Regions from separate parts of the Sus scrofa genome. Here regions 2 and 3 are each linked to region 1. Evidence: chromatin contacts called from public Hi-C data. All regions are on one chromosome and are shown on one strand. The core of a region is the stretch at or near the end of the contact, and the rest is flanking DNA. Distances in the headings are between cores, read along the strand shown. Region 1 overlaps LOC106510388 (a long non-coding RNA gene). Region 2 overlaps SLC38A1 (sodium-coupled neutral amino acid transporter 1). Region 3 has its middle 17 kb from the start of SLC38A2.

What was found. A called contact is a pair of places that touch in the nucleus more often than the background predicts.
Region 2: a Hi-C map of liver shows a contact between it and region 1, with 7 times the contacts expected there. The contact joins two enhancer-like sites. A contact is called at or near these places in 1 of 5 promoter capture datasets (liver), 4 of 47 Hi-C or Micro-C datasets (fibroblasts and liver) and 1 of 2 datasets of contacts at active chromatin or transcription factors (skeletal muscle).
Region 3: a contact with region 1 is called in a Hi-C map of liver, with 4 times the contacts expected there. The contact joins two enhancer-like sites. A contact is called at or near these places in 1 of 5 promoter capture datasets (liver), 24 of 47 Hi-C or Micro-C datasets (adipocytes, alveolar macrophages, blood and 13 more) and 1 of 2 datasets of contacts at active chromatin or transcription factors (skeletal muscle).

What each region holds. Positions count from the first base shown.
Region 1 is chr5:76,984,150-76,986,849 of Sscrofa11.1, reverse strand. The region is part of intron 2 of LOC106510388 (a long non-coding RNA gene); the gene reads right to left. It also overlaps the pseudogene LOC110260813. Among named protein-coding and RNA genes, the nearest start is that of SLC38A1, 91 kb to the left of the region's middle. Within about 2 kb of position 1,254, at least 25 of the 83 cell types and tissues checked have an H3K27ac peak or open chromatin away from gene starts, as enhancers often do. A contact at or near this core is called in liver, where this site is marked.
Region 2 is chr5:77,050,831-77,053,532 of Sscrofa11.1, reverse strand. The region is part of intron 3 of SLC38A1 (sodium-coupled neutral amino acid transporter 1); the gene reads left to right. Among named protein-coding and RNA genes, the nearest start is that of SLC38A1, 25 kb to the left of the region's middle. Within about 2 kb of position 1,257, at least 16 of the 83 cell types and tissues checked have an H3K27ac peak or open chromatin away from gene starts, as enhancers often do. A contact at or near this core is called in liver, where this site is marked.
Region 3 is chr5:77,107,532-77,110,231 of Sscrofa11.1, reverse strand. No RefSeq gene overlaps it. Among named protein-coding and RNA genes, the nearest start is that of SLC38A2, 17 kb to the left of the region's middle. Within about 2 kb of position 1,316, at least 3 of the 83 cell types and tissues checked have an H3K27ac peak or open chromatin away from gene starts, as enhancers often do. A contact at or near this core is called in liver, where this site is marked.

The DNA.
Region 1 (2,700 bases), core at 5-2,504:
AATTAATTAATTATATCTAGACTAGAACCTTACTTACTATAGAGAGGAATCTGGAAAAGAGATTCCATCTTATATATCAAGTGGGTGAAGGGAAGCATCCATGGACAAAGGAAGCTGTCCTCTTAAGGCAGTTTCACCCACACACCAGAACTACAGCACTGCCTGCAAGCAAAGCCTTAAATCAGACTCCCACATAAGATGAGACTGAGATGGGAAACATGTCTTCCACTCCGTCCAAAAAGGCATCCAGCAGGCCCTGCCCTTTAGGGAAATGTCTTGACCTCCCTTTTGGAGAGTGGTCCTTAGGTGGATGGGGTAGAGGCAATATCCTTTCTTGCAGTGGGCAATTAGCCTGATGAAGACTCCTCATTAGTGCCACCCATCACAGGTGAGACATCAAGAGAGGGCTGTCTATTGGAGAGACGTGGCACCCTAAGCAGAGCAGAGACACCTCTCAGTGAGCTCCACAAGCACTAATCCCACATCTGATCGGGAGTAAAGCTGGACTATGTGTGTGAGCACATGCGATACCTGATCTTCCAGGATTCCCCGCATGACCCAAGGACAAATGGCTTGTCTAGGAGAACGTATGAGGAGGTATGAACGTGGCTTTGGACTCAAACTAACTTGGTTGGAATCCTGCCTCTACCATATACAAGTGACTTTGAGTAGGTTAATCTTGCTCAGTCTCAGTTTCCTTGACCACAAAATGGGAATAATCATAGCCATCTCATAGAATGATTGTGAGGAAGAAACCGTTCAGCACATGATAAATGGCTTTGCAAGTAAGCCCAGAATCCTGGTTACCAACTGTCATGATGGTGATCTTGCTTGTGGGCCCAGAGTCCATGTTTCCCCTGAGTTTGCAGCCAAAACAGGTGAGAAAACCCTACTCAGCCAGCACAAAATCACTGTTTATACCAGACTGGAGGCCAGTATAAAAGCTCAAAGAATGTTGTAGTTCGAATCCAAATGCAACCCTCGCTCTTCTGAATCCCCAAAGGGGGTACTCAAGGTGGAGCTGTCACAGAGAGTTTGTGACTAGATCACTGTAGAAAAGCCAAGCAAACTACGTGCTCTAAAAAGGAGTTCTTTTCACAAGAGTAGCAGTTGGCAGAGACTGCTGCCCTCAAGAGTCAAAGCAGGGTGGATTCTCACCAGGGAAGTGTGCCCTTGGCACAGGCTCCTGGCAGAGGGCATAGAATGTTTTGCCATGACGTCAGAGCTGTGGGCGGCTGAGCCACGTAAGCAGGGTCAGCAGGGCCAAAGCTCATGGGTAGAAATGAATGGCAGAGGAAGTGGAAGAAGACCAGTTCCTAAGAAGGATGAAAAATCACATGTACAGTGGGACAGCTGTTTCCTCCAGTGTCTGAGATCATCGTCAGATTCAATCTTTTTTTGTAATAAAATATCACCTCTATTAATGTGCAGATTCCAGGGTGAGATAATCTGGAAAAGCACTAGATGCTGCATAAACGGTCCCTGACATAAAACTAGAAATTACGTATATGGTAATTAGTTTGCTGTACTAAAACCATGAGCCCCAACACGTCCGTCTTGTACCTCATGGCATTAGGCACTTGAGCTATTTTATTGTATTAGCTGTCTTTGGCAGCTGCCCAGTAATACCTAGAGTCAGTCCCTTGCCCCCCAGCCCCGCCTGCTACCATGAAGCCTGTTAAACAAACTTCTTGAGCAATAAGGTCAGGAACAGTGCAACCTTCCTCACCTTCAATCAACCTTTCCTTAATTGGGCAATTAATTTGCCTACGTGTGGTCCTGACAAAAGAGAAATGCCGTTTTGGTTTTCTCAAAGCATGCCATCAAGACTGCAATTCACTCATCTGAGTTCCTGCTTCTTAGTTACACACATAAGACACCAAAGAAACAGGCGCGCCTAGATGTACATATTCTTCATACTTCATCTTTCCTGTATTTTCAGCAAGCCGAGGTTTAAAACCATCAGCTTAAATGAGAACACTCTCACTCAATGGTTAAATGTTACCCTTTTATTGACCCCGAGGTCATTCAGATTTGAGACTGAAACAACAGCCGGAAATGCTCTGTGAGTGATTATATCTGCACAAATACATCTTTTATTTAAAAGAATATTTATTCAGTCATAAAAAAGAATGAAACTGTGCCATCTGCAGCCACATAGATGGACTTAGAGATTACCATAAAAGTTAGTCAGAGAAAGACAAATATCATATGAAATCACTTACATGCGGAATCTAAAAAATGATGCAGATACACCTATCTACAAAGCAGAAATGGACTCACAGACATAGAAAACAAACTTATGGTTATCAAAGAGGAGAGGGGGAGTTCCCGTTGTGGCGCAGTGGTTAACGAATCCGACTAGGAACCATGAGGTTGCGGGTTCGGTCCCTGCCCTTGCTCAGTGGGTTAACGATCCGGCGTTGCCGTGAGCTATGGGTAGGTTGCAGACGCGGCTCGGATCCCGAGTTGCTGTGGCTCTGGCGTAGGCCGGTGGCTACAGCTCCGATTAGACCCCTAGCCTGGGAACCTCCATATGCCACGGGAGCGGCCCAAAGAAATAGCAAAAAGACAAAAAAAAAAAAAAAAAAGAGGAGAGGAGAGAGGGATAGATTAGGAGTTTGGGATTAACAGATACATGCAACCATATATAAAACAGATAAACAACCGGGGTTTATTGTATAGCACAGGCAACTATAT
Region 2 (2,702 bases), core at 8-2,507, 67 kb before region 1:
AGATTATCTTTCCTTGTACAACCCATCCTTAACTGGATTGTTGTTGTCGATTTATTTTTGGTTTTAAATAACTGCTCTATATTGCTTGCCTCCCTTCACACTACCTCAGCATAACGCCTACATCCTTTTGAAGGCTTTGTTTATTGAAGGTCAGCACAATAGCCACCGTAGATTTTTGTTTTGTTTTGTTTTGTTTGTGTGCAGAACAATTGGCTCCTTTAAGAGTTGATTGAATTCTGCTTTATGGGTACAGACTGACCTAGTGAAAACGCTTTTTAAATAATCCTTTTATCATCCTGAGACCACACGTCAAAGGCACCACCTCCAATAGCCAATTTTTAAGTCAATAAAGAAGTCTTTGCCAGAGTTCAGTGCTTTTGAACACGCAGTTGCGTTTTTTCATTGGTGAGATAACAGAAACTTGTGATAAGCTGACCTAGTTATTTTAAGTGGACTTTTCCAGTAATAAAAAGGTTAGTTTATTTTGCTTTAAAACAAGAAAAGTTTGCAGAAATGCAAAGAAAAGATTGAAAGGCGAAAGAGAAGAAAAAGTTTGAAACACCCTAAGGAGAATTCAGAGGTTTCTTTGAATATTTCGTTCTTACTAAGCTAGATTTCCCTACAGCCCAGCTCCTCCCTAGTTCCTCAATGGACGATGCACATGGGGTTTATAGAGGTTTTCTCTGAGTTGCTGACGCCCGGGCAGGTACGTAGAAGAATGACCAAAGGGAGTGAGAGCAGGACTCCATCACTCTGGATGCAGGATGAGCTTAGCGACACAGTCTGTGCTACAGAAAAATCATCAGTGCGTCAGAGTCAGAAAACTCAGTTTAAAAAATCAGAGTATCGGCAGAGCCATGAGGACGAGGTCTGTGAGCAGGCAGAAAGGCCTTGGCTGAGAGGAGGGGAGAGTGGATTCCCAGTGGTACTTGTTTTTCAGCTTCTCTTCGCAGAATACCCTGGTCTTAACTTGACCTCACCTCCTCTTGGAAAGACCGTTTGGAAGAGCCCAGGGAGCTTAGGTTGAAACAGGCAAAAATCAAATTCAGCCGTACCTGGAAATTGAAGGGTGGGCAATTTGTCTTGGAAACTTTTTCAGTGAGAGAGGCAGTGAAGATTTTGGGGGAAAACCTATGAAGCCTTGCTGCAGAAAGGGGAAAGAAGAGGCAGAAGGGGGAAGCACTTGACACCGTGTATATTCCCATTCTTTTCAGGGATTACTCACTGCAGTGGCTTGTCGGTCACCTGCATTATTCTCCTCCTGCAGACGTGCTGCAGCAGAGAGCCGGCAATCTTGCAGGGCCTCCTCCTCCCCCCTCCCGTGGCAGTGTTGGAGCCGGCTGGGTGCCCCCGGGACCCCGTGGTACTCGGATCTGGTGCCACTCCTCTACCACTTCTCTGCCACCAAGTCTGGGGAGTGCTGGCAGGCTGGGAACTTAGATCTGCCATAGCAGGAGGTTTATTGGTGTTTGGTTTAGTTTATTTGAAAACGTTCAGGCTTTCCCCTTCATTTAAAAATAATGGAAATTCTCTTTGGAAAGCATTTCCCTACCACGAGGTAGGCAAGCAGGGAGGCTTCTGGATAAAGAGGTGGTAGACTTGAGTTGGTGTCTTAAAATTAACCTGATGACAGACAGTCTTTTATTTAACAGCAACACTAAATCTGAGTCAGTTTCACTTTGGAAAACCCAGCACCCTCCTTTCCTTGGGCTGCCGGTGTGAAAGGGAAGGCTGTTCTCTCTTGTCTCTCGCCAGCCAGATCTGGGAACCTCCGTTCTGTGGGAAGAGGTACAATGGTCAGGGCCAGAGCAGAGCCAAGGCCATACGGGCCTCCAAAGACATTGCTTTCATTATGTCATCTCCTGCCCAGACCCTGCAATGCTGAGTCTCAGGCCTCTGCTTCAAGTTTCCTCTGGCTAATTCCACCCAATAATGGCTTTTTTGCTTTTTTTTTTTTTTTTTTTTTTTTTCTTCTTCTCTGGCTTCCTTATCTCATCTCAGTTTTGCATGGCCTGATGTTCCTTCTTCTGGTGTTAGCTGGTCTGGTTGCTCCAGGCTCTGGGTTTCAGAAGACCAAGGTTTTCTTCGCATCCTTTTCATCTCTGACGGTCACTGGACTGGTCCTAGGCAAAGGCAGAGGCTGCAAGAAATAAACCTCAGGTTGTGCTGCCCCTCCTAGGGGGTGGCCTCTGGGGAAGACAGCACGGATATTGCCTGGCTTTGGTTTAACATGGTGAAATAATGTTAGCCTGAAGAAGTCACACCAGGTAGAAGCCAAACCCCTTGGATGAAAGATAAAAAAGGTAGATAAAGACAGCTGGCGTTGAGGATATATATCTTTCACTAAAAAATGGCTTACTGTGAAATATAGCTTCATTCAAAAAAGCATCAGAGGGAGTTCCCGCTGTGGATTAGTGTGTTAAGAACCCGACTAGTGTCCATGAGGACCTGGGTTCGATCCCTGGCCTTGCTCAGTGGGTTAAGGATCCGGCATTGTCATGAGCTGTGGTGTAGGTTGCAGACGCGGCTTGGATCCTGCGGTGCTGTGGCCGTGACTTAGGCTGGCAGCTGTAGCTCCCATTCAACCTTTAGCCCAGGAACTTCCATGTGCCATGAGGGTGGCCCTAAAAAAGACAAAAGGACAAAACAGAAAAATCACCTAAAAATATAACCTGTAGTTTAAAGCTCTGTGCTTCTTTAAA
Region 3 (2,700 bases), core at 67-2,566, 120 kb before region 1:
TTAAGTCCTCCCTCCAGGCATCTCTAAGACAGAGCCGGTGAAGAAATCCATGTGGACAAGAGACCATGTCAAATAATCCATTTCCTGCCCCCCTCAACAGTGATGTCCTCGCCAAGAAGTGCCTTCAGGGTGCTGAAGGTGTGGTCCTTCTAAGTGGGCAGGGTAAGAAACCTTTAAAACCTGTGGACCTTTGGCGCGCTCTAGTTCTGAAGGTCTATCTTTTTGAAAGGACAAGTGATCATAAACCAAGGTACTGAATCATCTGTTTCTCAGAGAGTTGGGGAATTATGCCTAGGCCCTACGTGTATTGAACTTTGAACTTCCAAATATGCTCACTGAAAATGTGGCAAAACCACACATTACTATAGTTTTAAAAATCGAGATACCTGGTCTAAATAGGTACTAAAAGGAACCAAATATCTTGATGATGCCTACGTTAGGGACACTCTTCTGGCAAGCAACAGTTTATTTTTCCTGAGGGGGGAAAAGCACCCTTTAAGTTTTGCCAAATATGTGTTTTCTTCCAGTATCTCCAATCTATTTTAACCTATCATGGAGTCACCTAAGTTCCAAGCCAAAACGAAGCTATGTTTCTTTTTAATTTCCTTTGTATTTCACCATTAAAGTGACTCAAAGTCTCAAGAGATGTGGAACTCATGGTTCACAACCCTTCTGCTCCGGAGAGTGGAGTTGTATTTTTAAACTGATCCCTAAAATAGCAAGACACAAAGAAGGAACTATGTGAAATATGAAAATCTCTTCTCAAAATGCATGAGAGCCTCATAAATTTGAAAACATTCTTCTCTCATAAACTGCTCCAAAAAGAAATGGCTAGTACTTACTGCCTCTGTTGGAGGCAATGAAGCAAGCAGGAGAACATTCCTTCTTGCTTGTGGGGGAGAGGCTAATGAAACAAGGACTCTTTCTTCTCAAACACACACACACACACACACACACACACACACCACACACACAACATGCAAGAAGTAATAAACTTAAAAGGCAACCACAGGTGTTACTACCGGAGTTCCCCCATGACTCAGTGGATTAGGGATCTGGTGGTGTGGCTGTGGCTTGGGATGCTGCTATGGCATGGGTTTGATCCCAGGCCCAGGAACTTCCACATGCCGTGGTGCAGGAAAAGACAAAAGAAAAAAAAAAACCACCATCACAGACTTTAATGCAATATTTATTGAAGAAAAGTTAATAATCAACAATGCCAGGAATTGCTTCAGACTTCTTGTCACTATGCCACGCTGTTTACGGAAAGCTCTCCTGGTCTAGGGAAAAAGCATGACTTTGTATTTGTGCAGAGTTAGGTTCAAGATCTGATTTGCCATTGCTAGCTCTTTCATCTCTAGCAAGTTCCTTTACCTGCCTACACCTAGGTGACATCTTTCGTAATAAAATGTAAACTGCCATCCGTTAGTGCTTACCGCATGCCAGGTACCACACTGAGGGGAATCGCTCAGGTGATCCTGAGGTAGACAGGCCAAAAGTCTCACTGGAGCCATCCAGCTTCAAGTCCAGGACTTTGGGAAGATGTATAGTAGACTCTTCACTGGGGCTGATGTCCCATTATGTCTCCTTAGCTCTGGATGCGATTCTTTTTGCTCCAAGTCCTATAAACTAAAAAGATGTTATCAGCCCTCAATATATTCTTCCTGGGGATCAGAGGCAGGATAAATGCACTAAATACTCCTGGAAGTCCAGGTCTGTAGCCATTCTAAAGTCCTGCTTGGCCAACTTACCCTGGGATGGGATAAATTATTTAATTAGGCTCCAATTCTGTGCCCCATGTGGGACCCTTCGATCCACTTGCCTTCGTAGTCCTTGAATGAAACCTCAGTAAGAGTCCTCCTTTTATCATAGTTACCTTCTCAAAAGTAGAAATTAGTGAATATACTTTCCTTAGGTGTTGGGCAGTTTCTCTTGCCCACTCTCTACTCATAGAAGTTGGGGCCTAAGCAGACAATTTTTCTTTTCTAGGCTAGTGGTCCCTTAAGCATGTTCAACCTTCTGAAAATTTAGTCATAGTCTCATTTGATGCCAGTCAATTTCACAAGCCAATAGCCATACCCACAATTCTTTTCTGAGATATACTTTTTAAAATTTTCTCTTTCTTTTCTTTTTTTTTTTCTCTTTATGGCCATACTTGTGGCATATGGAAGTTCCCGGGCTAGGGGTTGAATTGGAGCTGCAGCTGCCAGCCTACATCACAACCACTGCAATGCCAGATCTGAGCTGCATCTGCAACCTATGCTGCAGCTTGCAGCAACGCTGGACCTTAACCCACTGAGTGGGGCCAGGGATCGAACCCCATCTTCATGAAGGCTATGTTGCGTTCTTAACCCACTGAACCACAACGGGAACTCCTGAGATACACTTCTTTTTAAATTCAAGTTTATTTTGAGATAAAATTAATACATCATAAAACTGCCCCATTTAAAGCATAAGATTCAATGGTTTTTAATATCATCACAAAATTATGTAACTATTGCCAGAAATTACAGAATATTTTCATCTCAAAAAGAAACACTATTCCCTTTTTTCTCTTTTTTTCTCAATTATTCAATTTATTTGAACTAAAAATTAAAACCAAAAGCAATTCACCCATTTCTCCCCTCACTCCATGCCCACCCCCTGCCTCTGGCAACAACCAGTCTCTTCACTGTGTCCAAGAGCTATTTATTATTATAT